2 separate regions of the Anas platyrhynchos genome follow, and region 2 is linked to region 1. The links are chromatin contacts, called in public Hi-C maps. All regions are on one chromosome and are shown on one strand. Each heading gives the region's core, a stretch centred on a gene start, on an enhancer-like site or on the middle of the called end of the contact. The rest is flanking DNA. Distances are from core to core; before and after follow the strand shown. Region 1 overlaps ZMAT4 (zinc finger matrin-type 4). Region 2 holds the start of TCIM (transcriptional and immune response regulator).

The links. A called contact is a pair of places that touch in the nucleus more often than the background predicts.
Region 2: a Hi-C map of skeletal muscle shows a contact between it and region 1, with 1.9 times the contacts expected there. The contact joins the promoter of TCIM here to the enhancer-like site in region 1. A contact is called at or near these places in 2 of 8 Hi-C or Micro-C datasets (liver and skeletal muscle).

What each region holds. Positions count from the first base shown.
Region 1 is chr23:406,778-414,308 of IASCAAS_PekinDuck_T2T, forward strand. It overlaps ZMAT4 (zinc finger matrin-type 4), which reads left to right. Exons shown (of 7, transcript XM_005029474.6): 5 at 1,751-1,978. Among named protein-coding and RNA genes, the nearest start is that of ZMAT4, 41 kb to the left of the region's middle. Within about 2 kb of position 2,929, at least 2 of the 8 cell types and tissues checked have an H3K27ac peak or open chromatin away from gene starts, as enhancers often do.
Region 2 is chr23:473,036-480,566 of IASCAAS_PekinDuck_T2T, forward strand. It overlaps TCIM (transcriptional and immune response regulator), which reads right to left and starts at 3,639. Exons shown (of 1, transcript XM_005029473.6): 1 at 2,497-3,639. The coding sequence starts at 3,568. The coding sequence ends at 3,248. All of the region lies in intron 2 of LOC139999357 (a long non-coding RNA gene), which reads left to right.

The DNA.
Region 1 (7,531 bases), core at 1,679-4,178:
GTGGTTCCCCTCTGGCGGCAGCTAACGTAAAGAGGGATAAAGCTGAGTAAAGGATCCCTTAGATTTGGCTTTGTAGCCTGGGGCGCCTGGCAAGTGGCACGTTGAATACATCACAGAGCTCCCGGGCTGCCGCAGTAGCTATCTGTTCGGGCAGTGCCAGAAGCCTGCACATCTCTGGTTGTGGCCTCTCCTGTGGCCAAGGACAGAGGCAGGAGCAGGACAAAGGCTCCTGGTGAGGTGCAGATTGTTGCTGGAGCAGGAGCAGGCTGTGCATCGCAGCCCTGTGTGAAATAAATCCACACACAACGAGGAGGCAGTTGGCCAGACAGCAGAACGAGTAGAATAAACATCTTCAGCAGGAGTCAATTAGGCGGTCACTTTATTAACTAATGCCCAAAAGAGCTCGTTTTGCTAGCGCTGTGCAGAGCGTGGGTCACATCAGCAGAAGTGAGAAAATTCTTCTTCAGGTGTTTCTCCAAAGGAGACGTGGACAGGAGGATGACAGTGCCTCACAACCAGCAATAATCCGGGCAGAGAACACCTGATACCTTGGCAGGTGTCATCAAAACAATAGAGGCTTATAAAGCCCTGGAAATGGATAAGGTTGTAAGTAACATGATAAGTAAGATATGATTTCCTTGAGGAAGGTTAATAGACGTGCAATCCCGAGTAGGTCAACAGAAGACCTGCAGCAACGTGAACTCTCTGGAGCTGTGGAGACAAGTGCAGTGGGCTCAGGTCATAATTATGTGTCTAAATAGGGTTTGTTGTGCTCCCTGTTGCTGTTCCTGGCACCAGGCACTGAGGTGGTTCCGTTGCTTGCCATCCTGTGCTCTGCTGGGGCTCAGCTGGAGCAGCAAGGAGCCTCCCCATCACAGGCGAGCCTCGAGCTCCTGCCTGCAGCCTTAAAAGTTGCCTATCCTTGTAGCACAGAGAGAGTGCAGTCTGTTAATTATTTAGATAGCAGAGATTTCATCTGGAAAAAAAATAGTCACATAAAATGGAATTTTTGAATGAGGTGTGATAATTAAGTACTAGTTGTGTGTTTTTGTATTCCAATGCTATCTAAATTTTATTCTACTTGAAGCTGTTTTCCCATGGTTTTGTACAAAAATACTGTACAAAGCAGGAAACTTATGGCAAACAAGGTGCAGCTCCATTATGTGAGGACCTGTCATTGTTTTTTCTTTTGAAGGTATTTGGATCACATTTGTTATCACAGACAGTCTTGTGGTGAATCTGAGGGGAAATGGGACTAAATTAAGGTCGTGGATTGCTGCATTTGTCACTTCGTAATATGAAAACCTTTGAATGAGGGGTCTGAATATAGAGTATCTTTTTCCATCTGCTACACTAAAATTATTATGGTTTTCCCTGTTCTTTCCAATACCAAATACACTGAAAAATAAGAATCCTGAGATATTATAAATCTGTTTCTCTATCTTGAGAAGCTGATGGCTTGGCATGTTTTGTTTATTCTCCACTGGCAATTTTTCCTGGAAGTAGCAATGTAAGGAGGAGAAATTCAGTAGATTCAGTCACAACAATGAGATGTGTAACGGCAATTTTTAAATTTTATGTTATTTATTTATTTTATGAGAAATGGTAGATTTTCAAGCAATGCCATCTGGAATATCTGGTGGGACACTGCAACCACTGCTGATTATTCCCGGCATCCAGTGCAGGATCTGCTTCAGGGTCTGGGGCTATCAGCTGTGGAAAGCTAACCCCCGAGTGTTCCCTTCTGCAGAAACCGCCCTGAGCTCCCTCAAGCAGCCACACACGGACCGTCCCCCCGTGGTGTCCTCGCCGCACCAGCGCAGGGACTCGGACCGGTACTGCCAGCTGTGCGCCGCCTGGTTCAACAACCCCATGATGGCCCAGCAGCACTACGACGGCAAGAAGCACAAGAAGAACGCGGCCAGAGCCGACCTGCTGGAGCAGCTGGGGAAGACCCTGGACCTCGGCGAGCTGAGAGGTGAGGGCAAGGGGAGAGCAGGGGGCTGCTGCTGCCTTCCGAGTCGGATGCTGCTGTGAGATGGCGCTCTGCGGTTCAGCAGCATTATTTAGAAGTTGTTTTCTAAGCTTTTCTTTGCCTCTCCCTAAAGTAGTCTCATCTGTTAGTACATCCATCCTTGAGCAAGTGTTGGATGATCCCTCTGAGCCTAGAGGAAAGGAGGGCAGAGCTCAGCCCGGCTGGGAGCCCAGGAGCGGGGCTGCTCCACTGCTGCAGGCAGAGCCCGACCCTGCTGCAGGGAGAGGGAGCACACAGTGTCTAATGTGACTTAATTGGTGTGTGTGAAACTCTGCAGCACCCTGGGCCCAAGAGAAGTATTGATTGTTTGCTATCGGTGTGTTAAACATAGATTTGCTGTTTTCCTGCTGAAGGGAGAGTGTCTCTCTGGGCTGGTCCAGGCAGTGAGCGAGCCGAGCCCTCCTCAGCTGCCGTGCCTGCTGCTGGTGTATCGTGTTGGTGGCAGGCAGATGCTGGTCATTAGCTCACTTAAAGTTGTGTGTGTTTATGGAGATGTGCTAATTTAAACCACCTGAGGATGTGTCCTCACACTGAACTCTGAACAAAGCTCCTTTTTAATATAGAGATATAATTACTGGAGAATAGGTAAGGACCTCCATTTGAAAGAGCGTTCTCTGTGGTCTCCAGATATAATCCTGCATGTACACAGTATGTCTGACTGAAATGTGCTGAGCAAAAACTACAGGTTTGATTTTCAAAACCATATGGGAGAGCATTAACATTTTAAGATACCTTCTTTTTCCTTGCTAAATGAAATAATTTTCCTTTAAATACTAATTACTGTGCGGTATGTTGTGCATTTCTTGATCTCCAGTAAGCCTTGTAATGGTTATCCAGATCCTTCGTGTGCTACCCGGTGTGACTCACAGTGCCGTAAATGATTCATGTGGCTGAGTCACTGCCCACTGCTGAAAATACACAGGGAAATAAAACCTGGGACAGTAACATGGAAGTGCTTAGTACTGCGAACTCTGCCAAGCTCAGGAGTGGCTGAAGATGTCACTAACTGTAAATAAATCAACGGCGAAGTGCTTTATTCATTTAGCTCCTGCTGAGGAGGGTTGAAGTCGGAGGGCTGTGTGTCCTGCCAGCACCAGCAGGACCGTGTGGGGTGTGAGCACCTGCAGCGTGGGCAGAGGTGAGCTCTAGGTGCTGCAAGCTGCACAGCCAGGCCAAGGAAAGCGGGGCAGGCTGCTGCTGGTGTACAAAACCAAACCAAACCAACCAAAAACCAACCAAAAACCAAAAACAAACAAACAAACAAAAAACACAGAATGAAATCTCCTGGATGTCCAAGGAAATAGTTTACTTTGGCAGATTGTGTCAAGTATTACTTCAAGAAAAAGGTTCAGAGTTACCAAATGGCAACCTGTCCTGTGCTGGCAACTGAGACCTCGTCTGACCATTGATTTCAGTGTCCTGCAGTTTGGTGTCTGCAGGACGTGGTTGGTGTCATGGCCATGTGCTCTCTGTTCCCTCTGCTTGTTTTGAAACCTCACTGTTCACTAGAATGCAGACTCATTTCCTTTCCATGCTGTCCCTGGCTTTCCCAACACAAGTTAAATATTAATTGTATTTTGACTACTGTGGGAGACGTTTGATGCGTTGTGTAAGCCTGGAAAGAGCAGTGTCAGTTGAAGTACAACATTTCAGCAGCCTTTGATGCTTTGATAATGGCTATAATAAAATATTTATTGATAAATATGAATGTGTATTTGGAGAAATAAGAATAGAGTTATATTTTTGGACAAGTGATATTTATGGGAAACAAAAACATTGATTCTTCTTGCCAAGTGCTCATCTTGCAATTTTGAAATCTTACTTCTTTTCAGAAATGAGAAGGGGGAGGGGGGAGCAAAAAGATGCCTCAATAACAGCACCATTTCACTAGCGCGTTCCAAGGTAAAGCTACGACGCACGTGAGCACTCGGTCACGTAGTCTGAATGCTTTGGCCAAGCAGTAGGTGCAGTTCAGGGTGATGGAGAATGATGATTTTGTGTGAGATCTAGGTAGTGGGATTGCATTAAAATTAAATGCCATTACAGTGGCGCTGCAGAGTGCAGAGCAGGGGGAGCTGAACCACTGCAGCTCCTTTCAGGGTGCTGTGCCTTGGGTCTCACCTTTCTGCTGGCTCTCTGTGGTGCCTGCCAGTGAAATTTGGATTTTACAGAGTGATGGAGACAGATTAGGGGCCAGCCTGTAGGTGGGATGCTGTAAACCATGTGAACATGAGTCGTCTTCCCAGAGCACTTGGTACCTGGTGAACAAGAAAGGCACCAGTCCCTAGAGCCCAAACCAGTGCCTGTCAAAGGGATTGCACCATGAAGCCCTAGAATAAAATATAGCAACCTCTGCAGTAAAGCAGAATGGGAATGGTTGCACAGGGTTGTTGTCACCTACAGTCTTTGTATTCTCCATACAAAGGTAAATTGTCAGAGGTGCAGACTTTATCTTGAAAAATCAGGCAAAGAGCTGAGTTTAATTTTCCTCCATGGCTCGTAATTTCCTTGTATGCCTTATAAATACTTTTTGTACTGTGCTGTCGCTTTTGGTTAGTAAGAAGTGATTTAACAAGTACTCCCCTGGAATGTGTTTTAATGCATTTTATGCAGAATGACATTAATGACTTTACTTTTTAATATTTTATTTAATGGAAATAAGAGTGCATTCAATTTTACATGCTTGTCATGATTCAGGGGAGAGAATGCTGATATGTCATGATGATGCAAAAGTAAATGTGAATATAGACAGAACACAGAATTTACTAACAAGCTACTCTGGCTGGGACCACCTTGGCATTGCAGACTACCTTCTGTACTGATATTCAACTCCAGCACGCTTTGTTCAGGCTTTGGCTGGGCGCATTTTATGACACCAGTTTCCACTGAGTTGGCAACCTTGGTAAGCTCAAGTGAGATCAATACTCTTAATTTTGGGAGTGATCGTTGCTTTTAGTTTCATCCTGCAGTTTATCCAAGGCTATTTTTATTGTTCTGTGTCTAATTTCAGTGGAGGCCATTTCACACCTGAGGCTTCAGCTCCACAAATCCTTCTCAGGGCTCATGATTTTGGCTGGCAGGTCGGGCAACCCCTTGTTTGCAACTGCGAGATGCTCTGACGTGCTGTGGAAAGAAATCGGTGTCCCCAGTTCGGAACTCTAGTGACTGGTGGTGTTTCCACCTACACAAGTAATTAAGGGTCAGTAAGGCTGTTGTTAGTGTCTGCCATTAAACTAGCCGCTGAGCATTAGAACCTTATTACCTTAATTTAAAGTGTTGCCAGGTTCTCAGGCTGCAGTCCTGGTGTCTGCCTTGCTGGGGTCACGGCATTGTCCAAAGGCTGCAAGAGGTGCTGAGGCACCTCCCGTCCCTGCTGCGGTGCCTCTTCCATCCCTTGCCCTGTGGCATGAGCGCATCTGGTCCCTGCCTCCTAGAGCCCAGTGCAACGTGCATGGGCTGCCAGCGGTGGTCAGAGCGTGGCTGTAAATCCATTGCTGCTGCATCTCCAGTACACTCAGTAAGGAGAGCATCCAAAAACGTATTTGCAGTGTGATTTTTTTGCCATGCCACATCGCAACACACAATGATGTAGGTGACTGCTTAAATACCTCTACCCTATAGCTTACTCCCTTTTCTCAAGTACTCACCTGGATATTTTTAAAGATGTTTAGCTTTATGTTGGGCCAAATTCCTAGGTGAGAGATGCTCAAGGTGTTTGACCAAAGTGGGGCTGTTTTGTCTAGCTAGGGTCTGGTGTTCAAAAAAGATAAATGTGATTTTATGAGAGCCTGCAAGACATAGCTGGGGAATGGTTAGTGTATATCCTATATGGTTAATTATGGTAAGCATAAACTGATCACATTTGATAATGTTGTACATTACTTATTCTAAACAGAGTATTTGAACAATTTCTTTGAAGAAATAATACTGTGGAAATTCAAAGAGACGGATATATGGTACATTAAAACTGTTCTTAAAGAGCTTAGCAGCCCATGGTAAGAATCCCACAACTCTGGTATTTTAAGCTGAGCCCTTCAATTAAGGTTGAAATGCTCTGTTCAGATCTTCATGGAAGTGAATCAGTGCAAAGCAGAAACCTGACCACAGAGACTCTGAAATTCACAATTCCCTTTACTTCTAGGAGAACAGGACAGAAATTACTTTAGCATCAATGGTTTACTGTAATGCCGATGTATGTTTAATGTCAGTGATGTTAATACTGCCTGTGATGCCAAGGGAATTACTAGGATGTTAAAATACAAAAGAGGGGAGGAGAGAAGAAACCACTCTCTTACATTCAGGGTATTAAGGGAGGCAACAGAATCAGGGGATTGGAAACACTTAGGCCTGCATTTAAATGCTTAATTTATGTCAAGTCTTGCCCTACATAACAGCAATAAGAACACTCAGATTGCCATCTCCCTTTTTCAAGGATATCCAGGAGGGAAACAGGCATTTAATGTACACTCAGCCGCACTCTGTCTTTTCAGTAAAAACATGTTAGATGAGGCACAGAAGTGACTGTTTCTGTAATTCTGCTTTGAAACCACTGTACTCTTTTCCCAAGGTGAAAGAATAATGGAGTTAAATGGTATGTACACGGCAGAGATAAGAGAGCCTTATCCTTTCCCGGGCACTCTGGCACTCTGAGTTGTACTGACCCTTGGCGCCTTGTTGCCAAGTTTGCTCCGTTTATAGAAACCAGAAATTGCTCGTGTTTTTCTGCCCTTCATTCTGGCACAGCACGTGGAGCTGGGTGGGCACGGAGCCTGTCCTTGCTGTACGGTCCCTGCATGCTGCTGGCACCGCGTGGATGCTCTCGCCCCAGCCGTCCTCAAGCCCCTGCTGCAGCACCCACGGGCTCCAGACCCCACAGGTCCCACCGGGGCACAAGAGCAGCCTGTGGGAGCTGGGTGCTGTGAAAGGCAAGGAGACGCCACTGCTGTTGGATTTCCTAAAAGAGGCTTCTGATCCCTCCTGCAAAAAATAAATGTCGAACCCAGAGAGTGGTCTGCCTCTCCCCATTTCCGGACAGAGAAATAATAATAATAATAATAAAAGAGAAACAAATTGAATCTGCTACGCCCAAAGGCCCTTGCAGCTGTGGAGAAACTTTCTCAACAATATTGTGTTCTTATGGGACTGCACAAGTCATTAATGAATGGTTTGGGTGAAAACCTGTCTAGAAAGGCAAAATCAGAACATTAGTGTGTAAATAATTACTTGATCTGTGATGTCCGAAGCAGGCTAATGTCCTTTCCAGAGGGAGGGGAGAGTGTAGCAGGGCACTAGGAATAAATTTTTTCAGAAGTGGACCAAATTGAGCATCTTTCCAGGAAATACACACTGACGCGAACCAAAAATACTATTGGTCATTTTGACCAGCCACTGGGCAGCAAGCTGTCTTGGGAAAAGGCCTTTTTCCTCTGCCTCTAACTCTGATTGTTGCCTGTCTGCTGGGTTACTATTTATAGATTTTCAGTTTTTCAGAGAAGG
Region 2 (7,531 bases), core at 2,389-4,888, 67 kb after region 1:
CTACCCTGCGGGGATCGTGCCGGGCTCGCAGAGCAAAGCAAGCCTCTGTTTGGGCACAGGCATCCACCGCCGTCAGCACAGCCTCGAGAGCACCCGGGCTGGGGCGCGTCGTGCAGCCCTGGCCAGGAGCAGTGGGGAAAGCAGCAGTGAATGTGGGTGGCCAGCATGCAGCACTGGGCTGTTTGTGCTTCAGGCTCACTGACAAATGTTTCATAACAATGAATTGCAATTTATACCCAGCTCACTGCACGATGCACTGCTGTTCACAAAGTACAAGCCTGCCAAAGCAGAATGCAGGCTGAGGCCAAGGAAAACTGCCTTTTTCAACTGTAAAATCACATAAACATGTAGCTCTTTGGTAAGTGACCTTCGCTTATCAGAAAAGCTTTATAAGGTGAACTTTATTTATTACTTGTGTTGATAATTTAAATGTAAGGAGGCAAGAGGAACTATAAACCCCATAAGTCACAGGGCCTTATCAATCACATTATGCAAATGTTTGGAGCAGGAATGTCTGGGCAATAGTAGCATGTGCCAGCAGCAAATGCTTTAATTTACATTGTTTTGTCTGCCGCAGTCATGACTTCCTTCAGATTCTCCTTCACAAGAAAAGAGAATTTCAGCTGATGATGCATCACGGTGCCCCTGGCACAGTGCTGCTGGGCCAGGTGTGGGTGTCAGGCATGGGGGAGGCCGGTGCAGGAGCCCCCTGGGTGCCAGGCGCAGGGGCTACCTCTGCCCGGGGGACAAGAGCAGGGCTGTCACCAGCTCTGCAAACTTCTCTGGACAGGTTCTAGATGTGTGGTTGAGTTGTACAGCATGTGGTGATAAATGTGGGGGCCACGGGTCCTGGTGGTGGACAGTAACATCAGGAACTCCAGACGAAGCTTTGATGCACCCCGCTGCCCCGCAGAGGTTGCTTTGCATTTCCCGCAGTGCCGGCACCCTGCTGTGTGAGGGCTCGTCCTGCTGCTGCTCCCCTCTTCCCAAACGCCTGGGATGTTGAAGCAGTTCAGTCCTGCCCTCTGCACTCGCAGCTCTTTCAGTGTGGGGGTGTGTGGTTTGGGTACTGGGGCTGAGCGATGGGTGAGACCCCGACAGCCCTGCCACTGCGCCTGGCCCAGCAGCTGCGTTACGGAAAGTTTGTGTCCAGGATTGGGACAGGAGGCAAGCACGGGCTGAGCAGAGAAATAGAAAGCAGTGGCATGGTGGAAAGACGATTTGGTACCCACTGTGGGTTTTTTAGTCTCCTCTTGCAGCAGGGTTGTCTGGGCCCCTCCATCGCAGTGTACGCCGTAACCCAACGGCAGCCGGACGCTGGTGGCTGTGGCACCCCGCGGGGTTGCTGTTTGGAGTGCTCACTGGACGAGGAATGGCTTTGATGGGAAAACCTCCTGGGGTGGGAGGAAAGAAAGTGCATCACAAAGCCCGGGGGTGGCTGGAGTGAGGTCAGCGGGCCCGGTTTGGCCTTTTTTGGAAACAGCCGATGTGAAATGCCCGTCAGAAAGGTCTGGATCCACCATGAAGCAGGACGGGGATGGTTGCGTGTCTCCTCCGCTGCCCCACGGCTCTTGGTGGACACGGTTGCTTGGGACAGTGCTGCTGGGGCCCTGCTGCAGCCCTCCCAGCCCCAGACCTCCAGCGCACACCCCAGGCTGCAGCCGTTCCTGTGCGGGGCCAGGGCCATGGGGGGCTGGGGGTGCTTCACTTCCAGACGTGGAGCTCCTGGGGACCTTCTGGATCTGCTGCATCACACTGTAAATGATTACAGTTATCCACTCGCTTAAGTAATTTAAAGGATTATTTCTAGTCTCCCTGATTTATAGGTAACTTGGAGTTTTAAGTGTAGGCAAAAAACAAAACTGAAGCTGGCCTATCAGTCTTCCAAACTCTTAACTTTGTTGTTTTGAACAGAGTCATGGGAACATTTTTTTCCTAAGTAGGAGGTTATTACAGGACACTTATTAATAACTAGTCTTGGCTATTTTTAAGTATTTTCAACATACTCTATCATGATAGTACAGCAGAAAGGCTAAGTTTAATTCTGCTGCCCCGGTGCTCATAACTCACTTCTGTTTGTTTTGGCTCATTGGGACCCAAGTCCTAACACTGCTTTGCAGGAATAGCGAGAGCCTGAGGACTGTACCACTTGCTGTTGTTTGGAGCTGCTCATTTTCTAAGAAAAATGAGCATAAGGCATTCTCCTCATAGAGGAGAAACTAACAGCTGAGTTTGATTTACAATTAAATTTTATCAGGTTTTTCTGGGAATGCCAGAGTCAGCATAGCACAGCTGTGGGTAAAACTCTGGTACTGCTGAACTGGATGGCAGAACTTCAGGGAAAAATGTTGCAGGCTAAGAACAGAGCCTGCACATTGGCATTCTTGGTAATTAAGAAGTATAAGCAGTCTGCTCTTAAAATGGGATCTGTGTGAAATGACCAAAAGAGGATAAACCCACTCCTCCAGGAGAATTGAGCATTTCAGACAAGAGAAATAATTTACGGTATAATTTATTAAATTTCAGTTTGCCATATGCAATAAATTATAGTCAATATAATGATAGCATTGTTATAAAATATTACCATGAAATACTTGTCTAATATCTAATGTAATTTATACAAATAAGAACGGTAATTATGATATTTAGAAATTCAGTGTTAATGGGAAGTGAGCAAAATATTAAGGAATTTCACAGTAAATTCAGGGAAATATGTCATTATTATTGCTTTTGTGCAACAGTTTATAATGCACGCATACTGCATGAGAAAGACAAGGTACAGTCGCGTTGTGTCTCTAGAGCAAATGCATTCCCTGAAGGCTGAACTTATTGCACCCATACGGTGCACTTCAAAGCATTTTAACAAATGCAGAATGATAAATGATCAGTAGCTGATCAACCTCTAGACTCTCCATTCTAGCAGACAACAGCGAGGCTTAGAAAGGTTTCAAACTTTAGGTAACAAGTTCAGGAAGGCAAAGCAAACACACGAAGTCAGTAAATGCTCAGTCTGTGAGCAGCACCCGCCGTGCGGTGCTGTGGGGCTGGCTGGGGCGCGCTGGCCCCCTCCGGGCATCGGCCCCAGGCTGCGGCGCTGCCGCGGGCAGTCCCGGTCCCATCGGCTGTCTCCCAGCACCGTGCATCCTGCCGGGAGCTCGCAGGGCAGCACAGCGTGCCGCCCGCGGCAGGAGGTGGCGAGCAGTCTCATCCCGAAACGTTCTCCTCCATTGCCGTTCCCTTCGCCAGCTCAGTGGACTTTGATGGAGTATTTCCGAAATTTCAGGAACTGGAGGAGCTTGTCTTTTCGCCTCTGCTTTAGAGCCATTAGTGCTCTCGTTTTCTCCTCCACGTCCTGGTCGGTGGCGAGGATGATCTTGGCTCTCTCCTCTGCCTTCTTGTCTCCGGAGTGTTTGAAGAGTTTCTGGAGCGACTCTTCGTCGATGCTCTCAAAGATATTGGCCACGGCTTTCTTGCGCAGGGCTGTGTCGAAGCGGTAGCCGTGGACCGAGGGGCTCACTCTCAGGGAGGTGGACATGGCTGAGGTTGTGTTGCTTCTCCTTGCTTTCATCTACGTCGGATGCTCTGGGGTTTGCCTTCTGGGGCTGATCAGAGGGATCTGTGTGGTAGCTGTGCTGAAGGCTGCTATTTAAAGGCAGGCTGAGAAAAAGCCGGAGAGCTCAAGTTACAGTGATGAGGTCACGCTGATGTCAACACTGAATAGTCATAGGCAAGTTAACATTTAAGTTGCCAACTTTCCTCTATTGTGCAGCCGAGTGTAAAAAATTGCTGAGATTCTGCTGTGAGTTTTTCTTTGACCTGGTTCAGGAGGGGATTCGCACAACTCCCTGCACTGCTGTGTGTCTTTGAGGTTGTACAGTTCAAGCTGCACTCGTGGCCTTTCGTTGTGCTCAGAAAAGCTCTGCACTTAGAAAACCTTGCCTGCTGCAACAGGCTCTTGCACCTAATAAAAAGTTAATATTGGGAACTATTGCAGTACTAACAAGAGGTTAGCTGTGAGCCTGTGCCTGCAGATGTCTACTTGTCTGTATCCCAGCCAGACAGAAGGACAAGGCAGCAAAACCTGCTCAGGTCTATGTATGGGATGCTTTCTGCTGCTTTCTAGATGGAACAGGTCACATTTAGTGCTCACAAAGCTGTATTTTCAAAGCAGTAAGCCATTCAGCAAAGGCAGCTAATCCGTAAATTCTTCTGCAGTGATTTTCCTGGGATGTTACAACCTGGAGCTGCCCAATTTGCACGTAGCGGGGCAGCAGTGGCATCTCTCTGCCCCACGCTGCACAAGGTTAGAAATCTAACCTTGTGGAGAGCTGCACCCCACTAAATCTGGCCAGGAATGGCAGTGGGTTCAAAGGTTGCTCAAGGCCAAGGATCCAGAGATAAGTGTATTTTTGTTAATGGCTTAAAAGTGGCCGGATGCTGCAGGGGCACTGTTTAGAAAACCAGTTGTTTGTATACCAGCTGTGCTGATGATTCTCCATTACTCATTCCCACTCAAGGAGGCCACAAACAAGCTTTGTCCCCGTGACTGTCCACTACTTAGGGGGGTTCCCTTGTTTATGGGAGAGCCGTGGAGGTGACAGGTGATTGCAGCAAGGAGCAGAGCCGCAGTGACGTCCCCTGGTTGCTTGTCACTCCATCCTCCCTCCTCTAACACCTCTGTTCCTTCGGACAGAAGGCAGGGATGTGTCCCTGCACAGTCCTGCAGGAACCCTCCCCTGGCTCTATCGAGGAAAAGCCCACAAAGTCCATGTGCTAGGCATTTGTGCAGGCATAGAATAATGGCACTAATAAAGTAATTGTGAACTGTATTGCTTACTAGACAATACAGCAGGCCAGGCTGCTGCTCAGGCAGCAAAACAATCGGTAGTCACCAGCTCCATGCACTTAGATAACAACTGAACCTCTGCACTTCCTGCTGGCGGGGCTCACCGTGCTTTTTATCTGTAGGAGAGGGAGTGGATTGCATTTAACTGCTTGACCACTTTCCTATCTGTGACTTAGGGAATCGTAAATAGAGCCGGGCACACCCTGGCGCAGCCCTGCACGCTCCATTCAGCCGCATCCTGCTGGGGGACGGGGTTTTCCTGCGGCGGCTCCGCCAGGCGCTGCTCGGTGCCATTGTTACCTGCATGAGCTCTCGCTGCACGTGCCTGGGATTTTTTTCCACTAGTTCTGCATCACCACCATTGTATGGCTTGCTTTTTACAGTTTTCCTAGGTTTCTTTTGTATCTGCTAGCTATTACATGATTCGGTGTATAAACTGAAACCTTTACAAAACCTCTTAATTCTCCTCCTGCCAGAAAAACTTAAAAGCCTCTTACTTTACTGTAACTTTGCTGACTTTGAGAGCATTACACATCAGCTGATGCTTGCTCAACATTTGCAGGGTAAATCTGCCCTTAAAATAGGATCTTTTTGATGTGGCTGGCTTCTGGGCCTCTGCCTGTGGAAGAGCTCCATGTTTTATCAATGGCTTGCTAAAAAGAAATAGGGGGGAGCAGTGGAAAGAAGGAAGGTGCGTGTTGATTTCCTCTCCTGCTCAGACGCAAAGTGCTGCCTGAAGTACTGTGTGAAGGGAAAACCTGCCTGTAAAAGTGTCCATCTGAAATGCTAAACATTATTTGCTTCACTGAACAGAGACGCACACTCGTAACGTACTTAGGGCCAGAAAACAGCACCAGGAGATCAGCGGTGATCTTGTAGATGTAGGAAACAAACCTTCCCTCTGCAAAGCACGATTTCCCGTAGCTGAAAAGAGGAACTGAGGCATGTTAACATATGCCTACTTTTTACTGTTTTTACCGCACATGGAATCGTTCTGCAGGTATTTGCAGAAATATGGCTGATAGCATAAATTAGCAATATTTGTGGCAGATACAAGCTCAGAAAAGTATCTGCCATGGAAACCGAGAATAAAACTGATGCTTTAAGAGTAAGACATCAAAAAGCTGCCAAGATGAAGAATGTGTTTTTTTTTGTGAGCTCATCTTGCATTGAGCAGTAACAAATGCCTGTGCCCCTTCAAGCTTCTCTTCCCACTTTGCATAAATTTAGTTGTGTTCAACTCTGACTGGGAGATGAAGCATACCTCGTCTGTTTTTTCCACTATTTTTTATATCATTCTTTTAATACTGCCTTCCCAGTACTGCCTAGGAGGAATTATTCATGTGTTGGGCTGGAGAGAAACTTCAGACAAGATGCGATTTCTATCACAGCTCTCCTGCTATTATTGTATAATTGCTTCGTGAATGTAAACGCTCTGTTTCACACGTTAATGGGAGGATTAATCCCAACCCGCTATTCTGTCTCTGCAGAACAGCTTAGCCACATCCCTGCTTTTTGGGAGATGACGTACGTGGAGGGTTCCTGCCATGGGGCTCTTCTGTGGGAGGAGGAGCAACCTTGTCTGAGCTTGGGGGTCCTCCCGCGGCAGTTTTGAAGCTGAGGCACCTATTTTCTGTAGGTTAAACCAATCTTCTGGCTCTAGCAATCAGAGCAAGCAATCACTGGGGGAAAAGACTCGGAGTGGGTGACTCGGAGGCCACATCTCCCGGCCAGGATGGGAAACATCTGCCTGGGGGGCATCCACAGCAAGGGGCTGCTGCAGGAGTCCTGTGGGTGCCCCCCATGCTGGGCAGCCCCGATCTCTGCTCCCTGCTCTGCCAACCAAGAGCCCCGCGCTGGGCCCTGCGTCCCTCAGCCCCTGGCGTGGCCGGGGAGGTGGCAGCTGGGAGCCACGGGTGCCTTCACCCCTGCAAGCTCTTGCAGAGAGCTTGGTCTGCATTGGTGTAGCAGTCCAAAATCAGTCCAAACAAGGCAATCTGGGATGCATTTTGTGAAGGCATGTTTTGCATAGCTTTCCTTTCGCTCGCCTGCCGAAGCCCGCACTGCTTGTACGATCGCCTCAGTATTGAAAGATGCGGCAGCCCCAACGAGCACTGGAGCTGCAGAGGCCTCACCAAGCAAAATATTGATGTTGTTCCCTAGAAGAGATTTTTCAAAGTAGGCTTCCAAGATCCCTGTTTGGCTGCCCGTTCTTTAGGATGCTGTTGTCCAGACTCCTGCAAGAGAGGCAGGAACTTCTGAAGATGGGCCGGGTGCTTTTCATTGCGCTGGGGCTCGGGGGAAAGCAGCAAATAGCAGAGAGGGCAGGATAACACCTCTGGCAGAAATTGTGCTCTGTGCTGCCAGCAGGAACACAAACAGCTGTTAATTCTGGCAATCAGGGTGAAATAAGGAACCAGACCTGTGTGACAGCTCAAACACGGAAGCAGGAGCGTGCAATCAGTGCTCAACTGCACCAATTGTTATCAGATTCTTTAGCCATAAAACTTTAGCTGTAAGAGATTGTGGGGAAAAAAAAAAAAGGGGGGGGTGGGGGGGGGGCAGCTAATCTATCCTTGAAAATGGAGTTTTTAGTTTTTCAGACCATCTGCCTTTTAAAATACCAGTGAACTGTTAAACAGTATTGCTTTCCTCATAAAGAAATGAGGATTAACTGCCCTAATC